2 separate regions of the Culex pipiens genome follow, and region 1 is linked to region 2. The links are chromatin contacts, called in public Hi-C maps. All regions are on one chromosome and are shown on one strand. Each heading gives the region's core, a stretch centred on a gene start, on an enhancer-like site or on the middle of the called end of the contact. The rest is flanking DNA. Distances are from core to core; before and after follow the strand shown.

The links. Hi-C and Micro-C count contacts between places; a contact is called where the count stands out from the background.
Region 1: a contact with region 2 is called in a Hi-C map of embryo, with 4 times the contacts expected there. The contact joins the promoter of LOC120417220 here to the promoter of LOC120417206 in region 2. A contact is called at or near these places in 2 of 3 Hi-C or Micro-C datasets (embryo and whole body).

The regions. Positions count from the first base shown.
Region 1 is chr1:111,284,902-111,288,471 of TS_CPP_V2, forward strand. It overlaps LOC120417220 (T-cell leukemia homeobox protein 3), which reads left to right and starts at 1,498. Exons shown (of 4, transcript XM_039579181.2): 1 at 1,498-2,240. The coding sequence starts at 2,068.
Region 2 is chr1:111,152,419-111,155,726 of TS_CPP_V2, forward strand. It overlaps LOC120417206 (homeobox protein B-H2-like), which reads right to left and starts at 1,568. Exons shown (of 3, transcript XM_039579171.2): 1 at 1-1,568. The coding sequence starts at 823.

The DNA of each region.
Region 1 (3,570 bases), core at 248-2,747, 130 kb after region 2:
AAGCTCTCCGTCCAACAGCAAAGCATTTACGCCGCATCTCGTTCTCTTCACAACACAGATCAAGCAACAGAGTATGAAACACACAGTTCAAAACACTTTCATCAGCTATTGTACGAAACGAGAGAAGGAAAAAAGCAGTTTTCCCACACTCATCCCACCACCACCACCGTCAGCAAGGCAGGCTATCAACGGCACACACAATAAAATGTATTCATTTTCACCCGGATCAACTTTGCGCGAAAGGACATGCACAATTGCTTATAACCAAATCAAGCTCTCACTCTAGCAAACAAGCCAAAACAAAGCGCAACTGCATTCGCGCACCAACACCGCCACACAACTGACACCTTACACGAGCACAGTGTTTACACAAAACGCACCTTCACTGGTATTGGTGCCATCGATTCCTCCAATCAGCGCACGAGCAGCAGCAGCGTTTTGTTTGCTTTGTTTAGGGGAGAGTGGGGAGACTTGATCCCCGGGGACACTTGATCCCAAGCCTGTATCTCGTCAGCATGTGGGTAAAAAAATTAGCTTTGTTCTAGAAAGTTGTGCGAAATTAACTAAAACTCATTGTAGAAAACAAAGAAAAAAATTAAAAAATGTTTAGATTCAGTTACACACATTTTTCTAAAACGAGCTGCAAAAAACATCCAAGAGATTTTTTTTTCTTTGTATTGATATGTATAGAAAACACTCAAAAATTATTCAAAAAAATATGTTTTACACATGAATTGTTTGATAAACTTATCAACTCCAAAACCCTTACGCATTTGATGTTAAATTTATCGTCATACTATTTTTACAATCAATTGTTTAAAAAAGTGCGTTTAGGGAGACTTGATCCCTGCATTTTTACAGTCACTGGAATCAGCCTCAAGATTAATTAATTGAGCTGGGTTTTCATACATAGTTTCCTTTAGTATAGTTGTACATAACTTACTGCAGTTTGAACCATTTTTCAAAAGTTTCGTAAACAAAAATTTGCAGCTTTTGTAAACATGCTTAATTTTGGTCTAAAAAATAATATTTTAAGTTTTTAAATATTTAACATAATAAACTTGTTATATTTTGAACACAAACGTACAGGTTTTATGTGAAATTGCTGTAACTTATAGAAAATTAAAAGTTTGGATGAATAAGAAACATTTTGCTTAAGATTTCTTCAAAATGTTGAAAGGGGGATCAAGTTACCCCTAACATTTTTAAAATGCCGGTTTAAAATATTTTTTTAAAACGCTTGGCATGATTCGAAGAGTTCATCTGATGAAATATCCTTATTAGCCAAACACAGATGAATGTTTAAGCTTTCAATTCATGCAAAAAGTTTATAGTTTTGTGAGAAATTGACAGAGTTATGTGCGATACAAAAAAAGGGGATCAAGTCTCCCCACTCTCCCCTACATTGTCCCGTTCCCACGCACGTACACAACGCCGCACACTGGCTGACAGCCGAGGGGCGTGGCCTACTGTTTTGTTCAGCCGCTTTGGCACGGTTGCACAACCGGCCGCGTCCAGCCAGTCAGTCAGTGTTTCTTTGCTGTCAATCGCGCGCGCACACACGGCCTGCTGAGATTTCGTCGTCCGCGTCAAGTTGAATTCGGGGTTCGCGTTAAGGTTGGCAACGCTTTCGGCTTTAACGCGCCGTTGATGTTTGGATGTTTGGCAGATTAAACCCTAACGAGCTATTAATTGGCAGATGAGAGTGATTGCGAGCACAAGTGTGTTGCAGTGCTGCTAGCTTGGTTGAAGATTCCCCCGGACACGGAAGTGTGTCAATAGAGTGTCTTTAGTGCGATTTGAGCTACTTAATTTTCCAGCCGGTTACGTTTGACATTGGCAAAGGCGTCTGCTAATTTGTCGTCTGTGACGGTTCGTTGACCTGCAGGGTGTTAGTGAATTTGACGCCAAGTTTGGTGAACAGTGAAGCCATGTTTCGCCAAGTGTGACAGCAGTTAGCGAAGATCGCGAGAAGACAGGAAGTGGTGTCAGTGACACAAGAAGTGGTGATTTTTTGAGGGATTGTGGTGAACATAAAACGCTGTCAAAATTCCGCCGCTAGCGATAATGTCGTCGACAACGCACGAGGAGGAAGATCTGGATCATGATCAGGAGATCAACGTGGACGCGGATTCGGATTCGCACTCGCGGATGTCGTACAACAGTGCCGCCTCGGAGGATATAGATCTGGATGGCGACGGCAACGGGAGTTCGTGCTACGACGAGTCGGATCTAGCGAGGTACGAGGCCGTCGGTCGAGATTTCTTGTAAATGGCGCTTTAAATGAAATGTAAATGACGAACTCCTCGTCACTGATGCTAACAATGATCGAGCTCGAGCTGTCACGTCCCTGCGAAATATGTTGGCTGAAATATCAGACGGGCAGCCAAAAAACAGCTTCTGAAATGCCAGTTTGTTTTTGGTAAAGATTTAGCAATCGTTGCTGGTTTTTCAGTTATTATGATTTGATTTTTGAACTCGAAAGGTTGTTTGCTTACGACTTATTTACCGTCTGCTAAACAGAGAACTTTCTAAGATCCCATTCCATGCGAAGTTATGGAAATCGTCATTAATCAATGATTGCCAACTAGGACTTCAATGATTGCTCCACAATATTTTATAAATTTTGAGACACATTTGATTTAGATCAACAATTCCTTCAGTGGCTTCAAGAAGGCAACAACCGGCACATGCTGATTCATTTTGGTGCAGAAATTCGTTAAATTGAATTTTGTACAGAATATTTTAGAGTGATTATCAACTATCTCCGAAAATGATCGACGGCTTCACCTTAATTATTTTTCGAATTACTAAACGAAACCTAATTCTGACAAATTTGAGAAGTTTCAATTGGTTATCGATATTTGCATAAATATTGCTGTTATTTTGTTTAGCACTACACGATTTGTTTATTTTTACACTGTTTACAAACAGGATTTGTTTATCTTTGCATTGTTTGCAAACAATGATCGTTGCGAAAACTAAAAACTACTTTAGCAGTATCTGACGTTTTATTTAAGGAGCAATTAGACTATGGCAAACAAACAAACTCGCAAACAAACAATCTTTTGGACAGTTTGGCAGTTTGCCTGCTTTGTTTACATTTGGCTTTGGCGAGTTTGGCAAACTGCCAGACATAAAAAAGTGCGAGTTTTTCTTTACAATGTTCTAGTAAGATAGAAATTCCTGTTCGATTCCTGAGTTCGAAGAAAATACTTCGATTGGCGACTGTCAATCTGTTTAAATGAACTTTTGTGAGATATAAGTGAGTTACTGAAACTGAATATCTTAAGTTAAGACAATTATCAGAGAGGAAAACTTGCTGCGCTGGTTTTCAACAGAATGCTTTATAAGAACAACATCAATTGGAATATCCCGGTCACGAAATATTCTAGCAGAGCTGGTTCTGTCAGAATCCTGCTAAAACGGTAGAACATTTCTACTAGAATGCTGTAAGAATATCCATCTCTGTTAGAACTCTGCTAGCTCAAGTCTTCTAAAAAAAACTAGATTGAGAATAAAAACAAACCAAACTCTTAAAAAGAGTCACATCATAAACATACCTTCAAA
Region 2 (3,308 bases), core at 318-2,817:
ACAGCGCATCCAGCGGCGTCCCGTTGGGCGTTGTCTTCTGCCCCGACTTGCCACCACCTCCACCACCGCTGTTATTGTTCCCCGATCCGGACGAGGACGACTGCGACGACTGGTGCTCCGAGGTGCGTCCAATCTCGGGCGAGCAGCAATCGCCGCTGGCCGCCGAACTGGACCGTTCGGATCCACTTTCCGAGGGGATGATGTCCATGTTCATGTGGCGGAGAAGCTGGACCTGGGCATGGGCGTGCGCCCGAAAGTGCTCCTGCAGTTGGGCGTTGTAGTCTAGCATTAGCCGGTGCTCGTAGTGGAGCAGGGCCGGGGGTAGGAACGGTCGCACGGGGATGGGTCCTCGGAGGTGGTCCCATGGCCGCACGATCTTGGTGGCCGCCGCCTGGAGCGTACTGTGGTGGTGATGGAGCGCCAGGGCAGTGTCACGATTGCTGCTTTCGGTGTCCCGGCCGAGGATGTCCGCTATCGAGAAAGATTTGACACCTTCGACGGTGGCGGGCTTGGGTAGGGTAGGAGCAACTGCCACGGGTGGAGGTGCCGGGGGACTTGGTGGGGTGATTCGCGGGGGTGGGCTCGTTGTGTCCGATTTGGGACTTGTACTGGGCTGCTCCATGCGGAGACGCTTGAGCGGGCTGAAGTAGTCGTCGCCTTCAGCGGATCTTCGACTACTGCTGCTGCTGCCGCCAAGATGCGCCGGATGCAGGGACAGGTGGTGGAGGTGATGATGGTGATGGTCTACCGGAGGTGGACTCGGCGATCCGACGGAGATCTCCGACACGGCCGGACTCGCCGGAGGGGGACTTCTGCACAGCATGATTAAAACCACTTGCACTACACGTTTTTTGCTACTAAATCACAGAATGCAGCGTTGCTGCCGAGCCGGGTTTTTCGTTTGTTTTATGCACACACGTGTTTAGTACCGCTAAGTACACACCCTTCCGAAGGGGTTGTCACTGTCACTTGTCAGCCTCGGACCTCGGGAACCGTTTTCAATACACAAAACACTTGCCGCACGTGCGTGCGATGTCACTCAACGGGAGAACTACCCACTGCCTACTACTGCTAATAATCCTTCGCGCCGGAACTGCGTACGTTCCATCTCTTCTTCCTTTGGCCGTAACGCACCACTTGGATGTCTGCACTTGTCAAACACGACGACGTACCGCGAAACGCACCGCACCGCGACTGACACCACCCTCGCACAACAATGAACTGAACGAAACTCCAACTCGCCCGGACCAGACACGCGGCTCAGGTGCGAGAGTGTGTGCGTTCAAATCAATCAATCAATCAAGCCGCTAATGGCAAGTCAGCCGCGCTCTTCACGCCACCTTCACCTGTGTGTGAAACTCTGGGCAGCGGCAGCAAGCGTTGACCTACGAAAAAAGAGAGCCACGACACGGCCTACTTGGAACACGAACAACAACACACGGCTCTCGAAGACGGCGGACACTGACAAACTGACGGCGAAGCGCTCTCCTACTCTCCGGGCCGGCAGTAGCGGCTTCCAAACCAATACACTCGCACACCGGCGACGGCTGCGCAACGCTGTGGCCGCGCCTGTGTGAGTGAGCCGGCCCGGAGAGAAAGGAACCCGTTCACACGAAAATGGAAACGAAAAAAAGAGGGCGGAGCCAGCGGAGAACGTCCAATCTCCGCTCGGCGGCGGCGGCTTCAAAAGAGAATTAAAAATGTCGGACCTGTCAAACGCGCACGCACACCAGCAAACGCGTTCGCCACAGTGAAGGCTAATTTGTTAGGTTAGTTAATTGACTTTTGAGCGCATATAGTTAGGCTAAGTGTAAAAGTATTTAGAGTTAAATGTATTATTTATTGCCGGCGGTGCCGTCGTTTCTTGTTTCTCCATTAACACATTTCAACGTCGCGGCCGCCCTTGTTCCCCAGTTCCCGGCCGTTCCTTCGGCGCTAGGTGAAACGACGAAACGGGCGGCGGCGGCGGCTAAAGTGGTGTACGTCCTGTCAGACCATTAATATAAATCAATGTGGGTGTCACTCACTTTTAAAACACGACCACGAATTAGCGATGGTTGAGTGAGCCGTCGACGGTGCGCTCTTTTTTGCCGCCGTCGCCGCTGCCACTTTTCCTTTTTTTATTTTTTGTGTTATTTTTGCTCGCCTCAATCTGCACATTGAAATTAGTTTGAAATCCTGAGACGGTGCAAAAGCAATTCCGTCCCGTCCGGGAACGGCAGGGCGAAGCGAAGAAAAGGTATTAATTAATTATCGCGTAATTTAGATCGATTGGAACGGATGCCGCCGCCATTATGGCGCGCGCAGGCAGGATTTGACGGGTCGCGCTAAATAATGAGCTCGGGCTGAGGTTTCGTAAAATAGCGAACCGCGGCGCGAACTGGAGCATCGAAAAAAGCCGTCGCAGTTTGGTGGTCGCAAGTGGCGCAGGAAGAAAGAGACCAGTCCCTGGTGACGGAATTCGATTTGTCGAAATGTCCCGGCGGCAGTTGCAATTTAATTGGACTCGCAGCTTTGTTCGTGATATGCCGCGGCCTTGAAGCTGGAAATGTCAAATTTGAACTTATCAATGCTACCCCGGCGGCATAAGTTCATAAAGAGAAACGTCCAGAGACGCTGACTTGCATGAGCTAAAAAGTTAGTTTTTTTTTCAATTTGTCAGAGCTTCGCAAATGGATGTCTAAAGACGACGCTCTCACATCCGACGTGAAATCAGTCCCAAATTTGCAGTAGATAAGTTATAAAAAAGCATTTTTTTTTCATTATCCATGATAGTATCGGGACCACATTTACAGAGCTTAACATTCTATATGTCGCCTTCCTTACACCCAAAACTGGCCAGCGCTCGTCCGAGAGAATAATAGCCTTGAGTCGACATAAAAGTGGTACCCAGCAATGGAAAAAAAATCTTTGAACGTCCGAAGGGAACAGTGCTCTCCTTCCTCGCGCACAAGAGAGGGATTTCGGCACTGAAGGGAACGATTCTCTTGACTCTGAATTTTGGGTGTAAGGTGTCATATGACAACAGTCATATCAATTCTAGATTACTTTTTCAAAACAACCAATGCGCCATGCACAGCTAAAAAAGGAGTAATCCAGCTCCGTGTAAAAGGCCTGGGTGTAAAATAAATATTGCATTATTTTATGCAATTTTATGTAATTTTACACCCTAAAATATGTAGTCCATCAGTATGGGAAACCTACTTGACAGAAATGTCAAGCTGATATATGCGTTTATCCTAACAAAGTTTCATCGGTTTGATGGCCGAGTGGGCTAAGGCGCCAGTCCTCACTGTTGGTGCTGGGTT